Linked DNA regions of Hordeum vulgare: all the other regions are linked to region 3. A link is a contact called in public Hi-C data. All regions are on one chromosome and are shown on one strand. Each heading gives the region's core, a stretch centred on a gene start, on an enhancer-like site or on the middle of the called end of the contact. The rest is flanking DNA. Distances are from core to core; before and after follow the strand shown. Region 1 holds the start of LOC123427483 (mitochondrial dicarboxylate/tricarboxylate transporter DTC-like). Region 2 holds the start of LOC123408285. Region 3 holds the start of LOC123427504 (shaggy-related protein kinase GSK2).

Region 1 (4,242 bases), core at 685-3,184, 810 kb before region 3:
ATTCAAAAAGCACAAAATAATCTGCTGCCGTAGGTGAAATGTCAGAAAATGTCACTGAGGTCTTCGGATCAAACTAGAAAACCAGCATCATTGATGCAAACATCATTTACTGAACAAAAATGAACGATTCGGACCCAAACAAAGGTCTGAAGGATAGATAAGTAACAGAGGATAGATGGGATACTTCTGATCTGAGCCATGCGAAATCTGTATCCAATTCCATAATTCCCCCTCCAATGGTTGCACTTGTAGACAAAGATTAGACTCCTACAATCATTGCTAAACTTAGTACCGTGCCTCTTATCTATATTTATTATCTCTTATGTACTCCTCTATTTAAAATCTTGCCACAAAAGCTATCGTTATGTGCTAAAATTTTAAAAAATGGGGTTCAGTGTGAGTATTGTCCCAAAGATTGGGTTTCCTTGATCTCTTACTTTTGAATTCTGAAAAATTCCAAGCAATGATCAATATATTAACTTACAACTGTGTTTATGATTGCAAATGTTTATTAGTCTTCTTCCACCTCAACAATACTCAAGGTGAGAAAACATGCACAAATAAGAAAATATAGTTGTGAATACCAGAGAATATTTAGTTATTTACATGTTTAATTTATGTTTGTAAGTCATACTTTACATGTGCACTGAGTCACTGACACTATTACATGGCAAATGTACCGTGGCCAGCAGAAAACTACATACAGAACAATTATGCACATCATGAATAAAGACATTTGCAAGAACAAACCTTGTAGAAGGAACCAAGGCCCTCATTAGCATACATTGTCTTTGCGACCTGAGCTGCAGATCCCTCACCCAACTGGATCTTCACCTGAAACCAAAAACAGGAAAAGCTATATATAATGTGCACGAAATAGATATTTACAGTCTTCATGTTTCAGTAAAAGCTATTAATCATAAGCCATAACATTCTACACAACTCTCCAGTAAATAACCCACTTGAACTATGATGGCATGTTGGCCGACACTACCAAAATATAGTGGTCTGGCTAATTCTGCATGTGCAGGAACATTCCAGCAGCAAATAATAATAATAACTAGAACAACATCTTGAGACCAAAGAACTAGTGCTAACTGATTAAAAACAAGTAAAGCCACGCAAACACACAGATCTTTTGGTGAGGAAGAAAATAGCACACCACAGATTTAGTGCGATCTCCACGGAGGATCTAAGCTAACACATCGGACAGTTTCGACTGTAGATAACAAATAACGAAGTGTGTCGCCCCCACTTGCGCTCGTGGTGTGACCGCATACTCCAGTTTCCACAGATCTCCTCAAGAATAGCCACCCTAGTGTACAACAAGTTGTCCGGAGCTCACTCGAGGGTGAGCTCAGATCTAACCCAGAGATGCGCAGAAATCAATCGACCCGATCCATCAATCGCGTCGCTCGCATCCACTATAACCAACCACAGATCTAAGGCTCAAGAGAGCCACCAAACTCAACAAGCTGCCCCTAAATCATATATTCCACACCGGGAAAGAAGAAGTGAGTAGCGCATCCGTACCTTGATCATGTCGATGGGCTGGATGACGCAGGTGGCGAGCATCCCGGAGGCGCCACCATTGACGAATGGCTTTATCGTCTTCCAGACGCCGGTGGGCGCCGCGGCCTGCTGCTGCTTCGCGTCCGCCATCTCCTCCGGCGAGATCTAGCCGGGCTGGGAGAGGAAGTGCAGCAGACGCGAGCGGAGGGAAGGCGATGCGGGCGAGGAGGAGGCCTAGATCGCTGGGTGCCGTTGCGCTTTTATTATTGCGCCGAGAGCGACGCGAGGAGATAACAGGATTACTTACTTTTTCTCCGAGAAGAAAGAACAGATGGACGATAAAATACTACTTGGCCGTAAAAAATGCGTAATAAAGCAGCGCCGCGTTCTCGTGAGCGCCGTCGCGGCTGTGCGCATGGACGTGGTGCACATGAGGCGGTTGAGGCGCAAGTTTTTTCGTTTTTTTTAAGGCAGGTTGAGGCGCAAGTTGACACAAACAAGGTTGGAAAAGGTTTTTTTTTCTTTAAGCATGGCATGGGTTGGAAAAGTTGAGTAGACGTCAGGAGGAGAAAAGTGGTGGTGGCGTATGGGATCTGTCCGTGTGGAATTGGAAGGGAGATCTTGTGCGCAGTGGGGCCCCTGAGCAGGCCCATTGCTGGTGTGGTGGGAGGCGTGGTCCAGCCAACCTCGTCGTCGGAGTTCCCGTCCTCGCCGTGTTTGTTTTCTCCAGCTTATGTCCAAACGCCTCCGAAAGACCGCACGTGAGGCGAGACCTCGCATTTTTATTTTATTTTTTGCAAAGGAAGAGCATTTTTTCTTTCCTTGCTGTATAAATCTTTCTTTTATAACAGAAAAAGGCACCAATAGGTGCTAATTTATTGAGCTCGAAGACAGTGTACATGAGAGGTTACATAAACTGCTTAGAAGAAAGAGTAAAAAAAGCAGAATCTGAGAAAGAAGAGCTGAATAGAAGTCATAGAAGACAATAAGGGAGCAAGAATCCCTGTTGATGAAGAACATGACTAACATGACGAAGCAACCCAAGGAAGAAAAAGACATGATATGCACTTCTGCTACCAAAGAAACATAGATACATCACTCAGCAAACACCAAGAGCAACTGGACGAACAACTTTGGAATATAGCTGCGCTCAGATAATGTTACGCTCCCAGTTGGATCTCACTTTCAAGAACAGGTTTGATACAAGATTCGAGGTCAAATTCGAGGTTCGGAGGGAGGGAGAGAGGTTCGGGAGGAAGAAATCGCCGTCGGTTCAAAGATTACATCCAGCACACCTCATGCAGGAGGGGTCGGAGCCTACTTAACCTAACGGGTGGTGTCCCACACTTGGGTTGCGAAACGGTTGTTGGGCTTCATCGGTCGATGAGGCCGCTCCGCCCAGTGGGTGGCGACGGCTGTTGGGGCGGAGCCATCGGTAGCAGGCGGGCCGAGGGAGGCAGAAGTCGTAACACTCCCTCCCCCTTGAGACACAGCTTGACCCCAAGCTGGCGCCCGAGGAAAGTGGCAGCCAGGTTCCTTGGTGTCTTCCCAGGTGGTGAAATCTGGTGGCTGATCTGTCCAGCGCACAAGGATCTGCGGAACGTCTCGAAGTAGGGTCCGAAGTAGCGGAAAGCCAACTTCTGATTGAGCCTTGTGGTGACGGAGCGTTGCACATACGGGTGAAGCTTGAGGAAAACCCAGTCATTGACGACGAAAACACGATCCGGTCGGTGCTTGTCTGCGGAGTCCTTCATGGTTTGGCGTGCTCGAAGAAGACGCTCGCGAATCAAGGTTATCATTTTCTCGTGGTCCCCTAGCCAATCCGCCAAATCCGGGATGCGCACGCGACGGAGTCAATGATGTCGAAGTGGCGCGACGCATGCCCGTAGAGAACTTCAAAGGGAGTAGTGCTCAACGCGGAGTGGGGGATGTATTGTACCAAAACTCAACCACGGGTAACCAAGCATACCATTTGGTGGGGTAGGCATGGACGAAACATCGAAGAAATGTCTCCAGGCGTTGGTTGACTCGCTCAGTTTGCCCGTCTGTTTGAGGATGGTGCGTCGTGCTCATCCGCAGCTTGGTGTGGGTAAGGCAAAAGAGCTCCTTCCACAACAGGCTCGTGAATATTGGGTCACAGTCAGAGACAATAGATTCTGGCAGCCCATGCAGTTTGTAGATGTGTGCCACAAAGGCGTGCGCGACTTGGAAAGCGGTGAAAGGGTGAGACAAGGCAATGAAATGGGCATACCGGGAGAACTTGTCGACGACCACCAATATAGAGTTGCAACCCAAGGAGCGAGAGAGGCCCTCCATGAAGTCCATTCTGATCATTTGCCAGGCTTCTGTTGGTACATGTAGAGGTTCGAGAAGACCGGTATAGCGGACATGCTCGGGCTTGGCTTGCTTGCAGACTTGGCAAGCCTCGACGAAGAGCTTGGCGTGATGCTGTAGTCCTGGCCAAGTGAATAGTCGTCGCACTCTTTTGTAAGTGGCATTGAACCCCGAATGGCCACCAGTAGCGCATGTATGAAGGGCATCCAATAATTTCTTTTGCAGGTCCATGTTGTCACCCAACCAAACCCGGTCGTGTTGTCGAATGATGCCATCCTAGAGAGAGTAGCCGTCTGGGTGATCATTCTGAGTGGCCAACTGAGTCGGCAGTGCCTGAGCTACGGGGTCATCTTCGTAACCTTGCTGGACTACTCCCAGCCAAGCTGCCACGGCCAT
Region 2 (4,277 bases), core at 958-3,457, 670 kb after region 3:
GTAACAAGAGAAAAAGGGAACAATGTCTACCCAGGTTCGGTCCCTCTTGACGGAGGTAAAACCCTACGTCATGCTCTTGTTTATATTTATGATAGAGTATCGAGTACAGAGTTGATCTACCTCGAGATCGTATATGGCGATCTAAAACACTATCTGGAATGATCTTAACCTGTCTTACGGGCTAAAGCCTTCTGGTTTATATAGATACCAGGAGTACTAGGGTTACACAATGTCGGTTACACCAAGGAGAAAACATGTGGATTACCATCTTGCCTTGGAGCATACACTAAGTCTTCGGAGGAGTCCGTTCCGGATACAACATCGTCTTGTAATTCGGGCTCCAATGACAATTATATGACAACCCATGACTCCGGCCCATACAAATAGGTAAGCAGCCCAAGGACCCCTTAGTCCCGGACTCCCTCGGTAGCCCCCGAACTGGTCTCCAATGCCGCGGTTTTGATCTAGCATCTTCACACGTCCAAAGTCTTCGACTTGCGGGGCGAGTTCCCCTCTTCCCTATGTTCGACAGACTCCAGTTCGGCTTGCGGTCTATTCTCGATTGTTGAAGCGTTGCATGGCCCACAAAATTGACCATTCCGCGGCAGGGTTTATGGCACCCCTTGATTCCTGTGCACCAATAGGAGGTAGGCGGTTTCAATAATCTTTTCAAAAAGTCCCTTCATGCATGAGTGGGAAAACCACTTATTAAACAAGCCAAGTGTGCTTCAAGCAACACACCTTGTTTCCCCAAACGGCGAGAAGAACATCGGAAAGCACAGAGACATGGCGAGCACTCCAAGCTCCTCCTCACGCCCTCATGACTCTCTTCTAGGCGACCGGGCAAGTTGTTGTGTATCTTGTCTTTGTTTGCGTGACCTAGAGGTGCAGGGATATCTTCCTTCCTCAGATCTGGCACCTTCCCATTCTTGATTGACTTCCGCAAACGGTGAAGCCTTCGCGGAGAAATTCCCTACTCCCCGCAAGGAAGAGAGGGTATGTTTCGTTCTCTTCCTCGTACAACGCTTGGGTTTTCCCATTCACCCTTTTTAAGGGGTTTATAAGAATTTTACGGGATTCAACTCCACTACCTTACCCGTGCATCCATACTTCATATCTCGGGCTTCGTTGCCCTTTGCGAGATGTTTGTGGGCTGTGAAGCCCATTTCTATCTAGGAAGTTTACTGCCTCGTCCCCCGTACTCTAGGTGGGACGATTTGTGAAGTAGGTGGAGCCGAAATGTGGTGTATAGTTGGGCCCTCTTGATGGAGGTAAAACCTGCTCTTGTTTATATTGATGATGGAGTATCGAGTATAGAGTTGATCTACCTCGAGATCGTATATTGTGGTCTAAAACCCTATGAGTAATGATATTAACATGTCCTATGAGCTAAGGCCATCTCGTTTATATAGATACCAGGGATAATAGGATTACACAATACCGGTTACACCAAGGAAAAAACATGATCATTACCATCTTGCCTTGGAGCATATACCAAGTCATGACAATTATAGGGCGACCCATGAGTCCGTCCCATAAAAATAGATAAACAGCCCAAGGACCCCCTAATCTCGAATTCTCTTATTGGACCCGTCCGTTAAACGCGCGGCCGATCCATTTAAAAAAGAGGACGTACACGTCAATCCAAACGGATAAAAGACGGACAAAGCACACGTCTGTTTCGGTCACGCGTTTGGAGCTGTTGTGAGAAGGAAATGAACTTGTACATGTGTGCGCTAAACTTTGTAGTACCTCTAGAAGATGTTTGTCTTTGGATAAACTATTTTCATCCTTCCTTACGGATTGTGTAATGAAGGATTGTAATCCTTCTGGGTGATCTATATAAAGCTCTTGATTAAAAAAAAATTGGTCATGCATCCTCATTTTCTTTGATAAACAATTAGTAATAGCTTTCGCTGCACAGAAAACCAACAGGGCTGAGTTTTCCTTTCTCTGAAACAACTCGTCATTCCCGGATTTCCAAATAGAGTAGACCACAAAAACCATCTTATTCGGGAGAAACCCATATGTGAGTATGCCCGGAATATATATGTCGATCGCAAGTTTTGTTACGTCACTTTTTCCATGCCAAAAGTAGGTTGGCCTCCCAGCCAACGGCAGCACCTAAATTTCCCTGCGATAGACGGTCTGTCCTCTTCCCCGTTGATCCATCCCAACTCCCATGCATATAAAAGCGAGGCCGGCTATTGTTGTCTCTTGTCGGAGCTCCATTTCTTGAATTTTCCTTGGCGGCCTCTCACCGCCGAGTTCCGACCAATCAATCCCATATGTGCCCATTTAGCTCTTCACAGCAGGTAGGATGTGTGGAGATTTGTTCTCTCAATTTCGATTTGATTTCTTCTGTTCTCCCTTCCAAATGAGGAGATTTGATTTGCTTCTCTCTCGTACGTGTAGATCTGCGGCGTCGCGACGCCGCCTTCTGCATCGTTAATCCAGAACGGACTCCACGAGCCGATTAATCATCGCGAGTCAGGATCACGACCTCGCGTGACGCAGCCATGGCGGTCATGGACCAGGACGGCGGTTCTGCGCGCGCACCCGCACCCGCACCCGCACCGATGAGGCTGCCCTCATACTCCTGCAGCCCCGGCAGCGTCGAGGCCACTCACGACCGCAAGCTTTCCCACTCCGACTCCTTCTGGACGCCGGCCGAATCGCTGCGGTCGTCGTCCGCTTCGTCGTCGTCCCCACCTCTATCCAGCAGTTCCTCGTTCGAGAGCATTCCCCTGCCCGACCTTGACCGGCAGTCCTCCTTGTCCTCCACGTCCTCCTACGCGAGCTTGTACCAGGTCGAGGCGGCGGCGGACCACGACCGTTCTTCCTCTTGCGCCGAGTCAATGCCAGCAACGCTGCCGCCGGCAGTCCAGACGATGATGGTGCAGGGGCAGCCCGCTGGGTACGACACGAAGAGGCTCCCTTCATCGATGTTCCGCACGCAGTCCACGTGCCCCGCCCAATGGAGCGCCACCTCGAACGACTCGCTTTTCAGCATCCAGCTGGAAAACTCCGGCGAGATCGGCCCGCTTTACGGTGTCGGCGACCTCTACTACGACGCCTCTGGGGTGTTCCACCGCCTCTCATCCGCCGCGAGGCTGCCGGCCGTGCCAGAGATGTCGACAGGAAACTCCGGCGGGAGTTTGTGCGTGAGGGATGACTGCGCGGGGTGCGGCAGTGGCACAAGCATGAACAAGAAGTCCGTCAGGTTCGCCACCGCCGATGGCGTCGCCGGCACGCGCAGGTACACGCCCGTCTTCTCGGCATGCATTACCTCACATGGTTTGCATTACGTGCGCGGTCTTTCTGTGTCCCTCGTCGTCCTGACCTGCGAATGTTGGCTTCAATTGCAGTCTTCCGCCCGCGTTGGAGGAGACGGAGGCATCGGTGGCGGAAACTGGCGCGGCGGCGGAGGCTGGTTGGTGCTCTTGTCCGTCGATATGGTGGCCAAGCTGCGCGTGCCGCGGATGTGACTGCCGGTGGTCCTGAATTTGGAATGGGTAGGAAATTTTGGACATGTCGAGTCCATTCAACTCCATCTTGTTGATCGGCTGTGGAATGGGTGCATATAGATTGGTAGGCGTCTTGGCGTGTTCTTACTGGCTAATATAAGTATTTGCGAGTTGCGGCGAGACGAAACACAAGTACTGGATCGTTGGCCTTTTCCGAAACACATACGGGCCACATACCTTCATTATCATTTATTTTGCCACGTCAAAACAGATGACATCATCGTTTTTTTAAAAAGTTAATGTCACAATCGTTGGCTACTACAATGGACCAGCGCGGAAAAAAAAGAAAAAGGCTAACTAGCTTAATTTTTACACAAATTGAAGAGCAACTAGTTAGCGTGCACTTCTTCGAGACCCTTTCAGCGATCACTCTCACGCGTCGTCACTTGCGCATTTTTGGTCGCCGCCACATGTCACACTCTCAGCATTTCCTTCAAATTTCGTTTTTTTATTTTTTTTCTGTACGGGTTTTGGTTTTCGGCTTTTTAGATAGGTTTTTTATCCAGTTTAGAGATTGGCTTTTTGTATCCCATGGATTTTTTTTCAAAAAACACGTTCTCTATTATTTTAGAAGATACACGATTTTATTTCTATGAAAGGCAATGGCGGACCCATCATTGGGCCGAGCTGGGGCGGCCGCCCCGGGTCGTCGATGGCACAGGATCGACCCTCACCTACTTGTTTTTCCACCGGCCGCGAAATCTGCAAAAATCCAGTGGCGGCGGCAGCGTTCTGTTCGTGAGGGGAGGG
Region 3 (4,105 bases), core at 340-2,839:
ATGGAACGGAACCATGCTTCCAAATTGACATAAGACAATTATAACTTTAGTTTAACACCATGGAAGTGACAATATGGGGTGAAAAAAAACTCTTAACTATGTCATTTACGGCTATAACAGTACAATCAACACTTAAAACCAATCTACGAAATAACAGAGCATTTGAGTCATTTCAGCACGTTTCAGCACCAACCGCGGTTGCTACAACACAACTACCAAACATGTGCATCTTGGTTCCAACCTTTCAATCGCAACTAGTAACCGGAGCTGCTCCTTCCAGCCGGAGCTGTTGCAGTTGCAATCGTGAAAGTTGCATCCCAAACAAACATACCCTAAACCTACTTATGATCCTACACCCTCGGAGCTCATTGTTGAATTTCTTAACAAACGATGTAAGTGTGGGTTGATGTTAATAAACTAGCCGTGAAGATCTTCCGGTCAAAAAATTAAAATCGGCAAACCGTTTAAATTGTCTACTTACTCCTATCTAGACATTGTACTTCATTTTTTACTAATGCATATCTCATACTATACATATATGTTGAGTATAGAACACGAAACCAGACTATCAAAGCATTGCTATCCAGTCTCGCATACTATATATTATTCAATAACCAATATGTAAAAATGTCCGAATAATTTTACTTCTACAAACATATCTCATAAAAACTGAATAAGTCTTGGCCATGTCTCAACCCCAGTGTGGTTGATCACCCTGCCGGACCAGCTACTGCCTACTGATCATCATTTTTAGTGCTGGCTAGCAATGTTATTACTTGGACAAAAACACATATCTATCATGTAAAAGATGTCATATTTTTGGTACTAAATTAATAAGGAGGCAATAAAATGCTGTGGATCTTTGGGTCTTGGGTGCAAATGCACCTCAAATTGGATTTTTTTAAGAAGTATTGTAAAGTTAGTCAAAAATTTCAGAAACTTCTTTCAAACAAGAATGATGCGGTGTTATGCTCATGTGACTCTTCGCGAAGGATTGAGGTTCATGGTATTCTAGGCGAAGCAAAACAAAATTGACACTATATAAACATATTCACACATTTTGTTTCTGCCACGCAGTCCACATAAGTCACTTCTTCGCGAAACTTTTTACATGAGTATAACACTACAAGGTTCTTGTCTCCAAAAAGTTCCAGAATTTTTTAACTCTTTTTGTAATTTATAAATCATTTTTTTCAAAGAGGTTGCTTGGAACCCAAAACCAATTAGGTATTTCCGGGCATTAAAATGACATATATAACACCAGAAAGGTTCTCCTATATGACATGAATGCGCCAGCAATTTCTCCGATAAGTACCGTTGTATATTTGTGCAGGAATTAGTGTACCACTTTCACTAGAAAATTTCTCCAACGAATACCCTCGTATATTTTCAATTTCTGGCAGGAATTGAAAATATGCCGTAAATATATTTTAGCGGCACTGTTTATCCTTTTGACGAAGAAATGAATCCCATTACTCGGCAATAAATGTGACACGGGTACTCCCAGCAATTTGACCCTGGACCTGGAGCCTCGTCTAGTCTAATCCACCTCCCCACTAATCCACCAGCTGTTTACACCGGGTCAGCTAACCGCCCTCTCAATAGATCAACGTCACTCCCCATCTTGTTCCTCTTGGTCGCCACCACCCCCACTGGTCAAAGGCAGCGCCACCCACATCACAGTACAAGCCAAGGCACGCCAAGGCAGAGAGGAGGACCAGGCGTAGGTGGATGCTGTGAGCCCGCCTTGTCGGCCCCCATTCACACACCAGGCACATGGAGCATCCGGCGCCGGCGCCGGAGCCGATGCTGCTCGACGAGCAGCCCCCCACCGCAGTCGCCTGCGAGAAGGTAACCGGATCTGTGCTGGGATGGCGTTGGCCGTGTGTTTCTTGCCGTGGTGTTCCGTTGAGCTAATGTTTAGCGTGTTGGCGCTCTTGCTGAGCAGAAGCAGCAGGATGGCGAGGCGCCGTATGCGGAGGGGAACGACGCCATGACCGGCCACATCATCTCTACCACCATCGGCGGCAAGAACGGCGAGCCCAAGCAGGTGAGCTGAGCGTCTCTTATGTTTCCCATGTGTCTCTTGGCCTGAGCTTGCACGGCCAGTTCTTGCCTTGGTGAGATGTATGTGGATCCTTGGTTAGGTTTTTCTTCGTTTACGGAGAACAAAAAGAATGATAGACAGCGGCTGAATTTATCAAGGACGATGGAGCTTGTCAGCCTATTTTTGCAGTGCTCATTTGTTTGATCCTCATGTAACTATGGTTTGCTCAAGAGATCTGTTCCAAATATGCCTGTGTGGTGTTCAATAGTGTGGGTTTTCGGGACAAATTTGGACGGCCTCAGTTAGATTTTGGATGATGCCCCTTTGGCGCCCAGTTGGTAATGTCCTGCTTTGTTTTTCAGACGATTAGCTACATGGCAGAGCGCGTTGTGGGCACTGGTTCGTTTGGCATCGTCTTTCAGGTGATTGCTCGAGCCATTGCTTGTTTCCATGTTTGTGTTGTTCACCATCAGCCTGATGTTTAGTGAAATGGTTGCATGTGTAGGCTAAATGCTTGGAAACTGGGGAGACGGTGGCCATTAAGAAGGTACTGCAGGACCGGCGGTACAAGAACCGTGAGCTGCAGCTTATGCGTTCGATGAACCATTCCAATGTTGTCTCCCTCAAGCACTGCTTCTTCTCAACCACAAGTAGAGATGAGCTGTTTCTGAACCTTGTCATGGAGTATGTCCCGGAGACGCTCTACCGCGTGCTTAAGCATTACAGTAATGCCAAACAGGGGATGCCACTTATCTATGTCAAGCTTTACACCTATCAGGTTTGTGAATTGCCAATGAATAAATGTGAAATGTGTGCCTGTCATTGTGCAACTATTCTAAGTCAATTTGACATTGGTGGCAGCTATTCAGGGGGCTGGCGTACATTCATACTGTTCCAGGAGTCTGTCACAGGGATGTGAAGCCACAAAATGTTTTGGTATGTATCGGTGAACACTGGCTGTGTGCATCACTTGATGCAGAGGACGGGGTCTTCCCCTTTCCGGAATAAAATGTATCAGTGAACACACTGAACAGATTTGCTCGGTTATCATGCATGGCTTTTCATGTTTGATTTTGAATTTGCTTCCTTATACAGGTTGATCCTTTAACACATCAAGTTAAGGTCTGTGACTTTGGAAGCGCAAAAGTTCTGGTATGTTGGCTCTTTCCCCAAGAGTTTGGTGATACATACACACTGCTTAGATCCATTTGTCCTGTCGTGTAGACTACTCATTCTATTCAATATTGAACCAGAATTGGCATCATGGTCTGTGCTATTTTGATTTATCCTTACTGTTTTAGGTTTATAGCTAGTCAGTCGTTAAGATTAAAATTAAGTCACTTTTATACACTTTACAATTTGACTTCTTCAGATAGCATTGGTTATAAACTATTATCTCTGTATTGCGCTTATTCCCTACTGGCATGCTGAATTCTTGCTTTAGCCGAAAGTAAAGTTTCTGATCTTCACTTCATTTGATTACATTGGGTGTCCGACACTGAATATAAAATTTAGTTCCTTTGCTACAATATCAACCTGCATAGTACTTTGATGTTACTTACCTGCTAATCTGATATCATTTTTCTTGTGCTGCTCTATCAGGTGGCGGGTGAGCCCAATATATCATACATATGCTCACGCTACTACCGTGCTCCGGAGCTTATATTTGGTGCGACTGAATATACATCATCGATAGATATATGGTCAGCTGGTTGTGTTCTTGCAGAACTGCTCCTTGGTCAGGTTAGTTCCTTCGTTTTATTCACATATTTTGCAACCTCCTAGGTTCCAACTAAGATGTCAATACTGTAGTTTCTGATCTTCCATTTCTTTTTGCTAGCCATTATTTCCAGGAGAGAGTGCAGTCGATCAACTCGTAGAGATAATCAAGGTCTGCAAACATTCCATATCTCTCTCTTTCGCTTATACTATTAAATGATGTTGACCTTTGTGATGTTCTTGTAGGTTCTTGGAACACCAACTCGGGAGGAAATACGTTGCATGAACCCGAATTATACGGAGTTTAGGTTTCCGCAGATAAAAGCTCATCCTTGGCAC

The links. Hi-C and Micro-C count contacts between places; a contact is called where the count stands out from the background.
Region 1: a contact with region 3 is called in a Hi-C map of seedling, with 5 times the contacts expected there. The contact joins the promoter of LOC123427483 here to the promoter of LOC123427504 in region 3. A contact is called at or near these places in 2 of 6 Hi-C or Micro-C datasets (leaf and seedling).
Region 2: a Hi-C map of seedling shows a contact between it and region 3, with 4 times the contacts expected there. The contact joins the promoter of LOC123408285 here to the promoter of LOC123427504 in region 3. A contact is called at or near these places in 2 of 6 Hi-C or Micro-C datasets (leaf and seedling).

Annotation. Positions count from the first base shown.
Region 1 is chr1H:149,485,062-149,489,303 of MorexV3_pseudomolecules_assembly, forward strand. It overlaps LOC123427483 (mitochondrial dicarboxylate/tricarboxylate transporter DTC-like), which reads right to left and starts at 1,935. Exons shown (of 6, transcript XM_045111543.1): 1 at 1,534-1,935; 2 at 751-834. The coding sequence starts at 1,662.
Region 2 is chr1H:150,962,132-150,966,408 of MorexV3_pseudomolecules_assembly, forward strand. It overlaps LOC123408285, which reads left to right and starts at 2,208. Exons shown (of 3, transcript XM_045101428.1): 1 at 2,208-2,315; 2 at 2,416-3,259; 3 at 3,369-3,649. The coding sequence starts at 2,520. The coding sequence ends at 3,504.
Region 3 is chr1H:150,293,896-150,298,000 of MorexV3_pseudomolecules_assembly, forward strand. It overlaps LOC123427504 (shaggy-related protein kinase GSK2), which reads left to right and starts at 1,590. Exons shown (of 12, transcript XM_045111576.1): 1 at 1,590-1,851; 2 at 1,949-2,050; 3 at 2,410-2,469; 4 at 2,553-2,825; 5 at 2,909-2,983; 6 at 3,143-3,199; 7 at 3,650-3,790; 8 at 3,888-3,938; 9 at 4,013-4,105. The coding sequence starts at 1,777.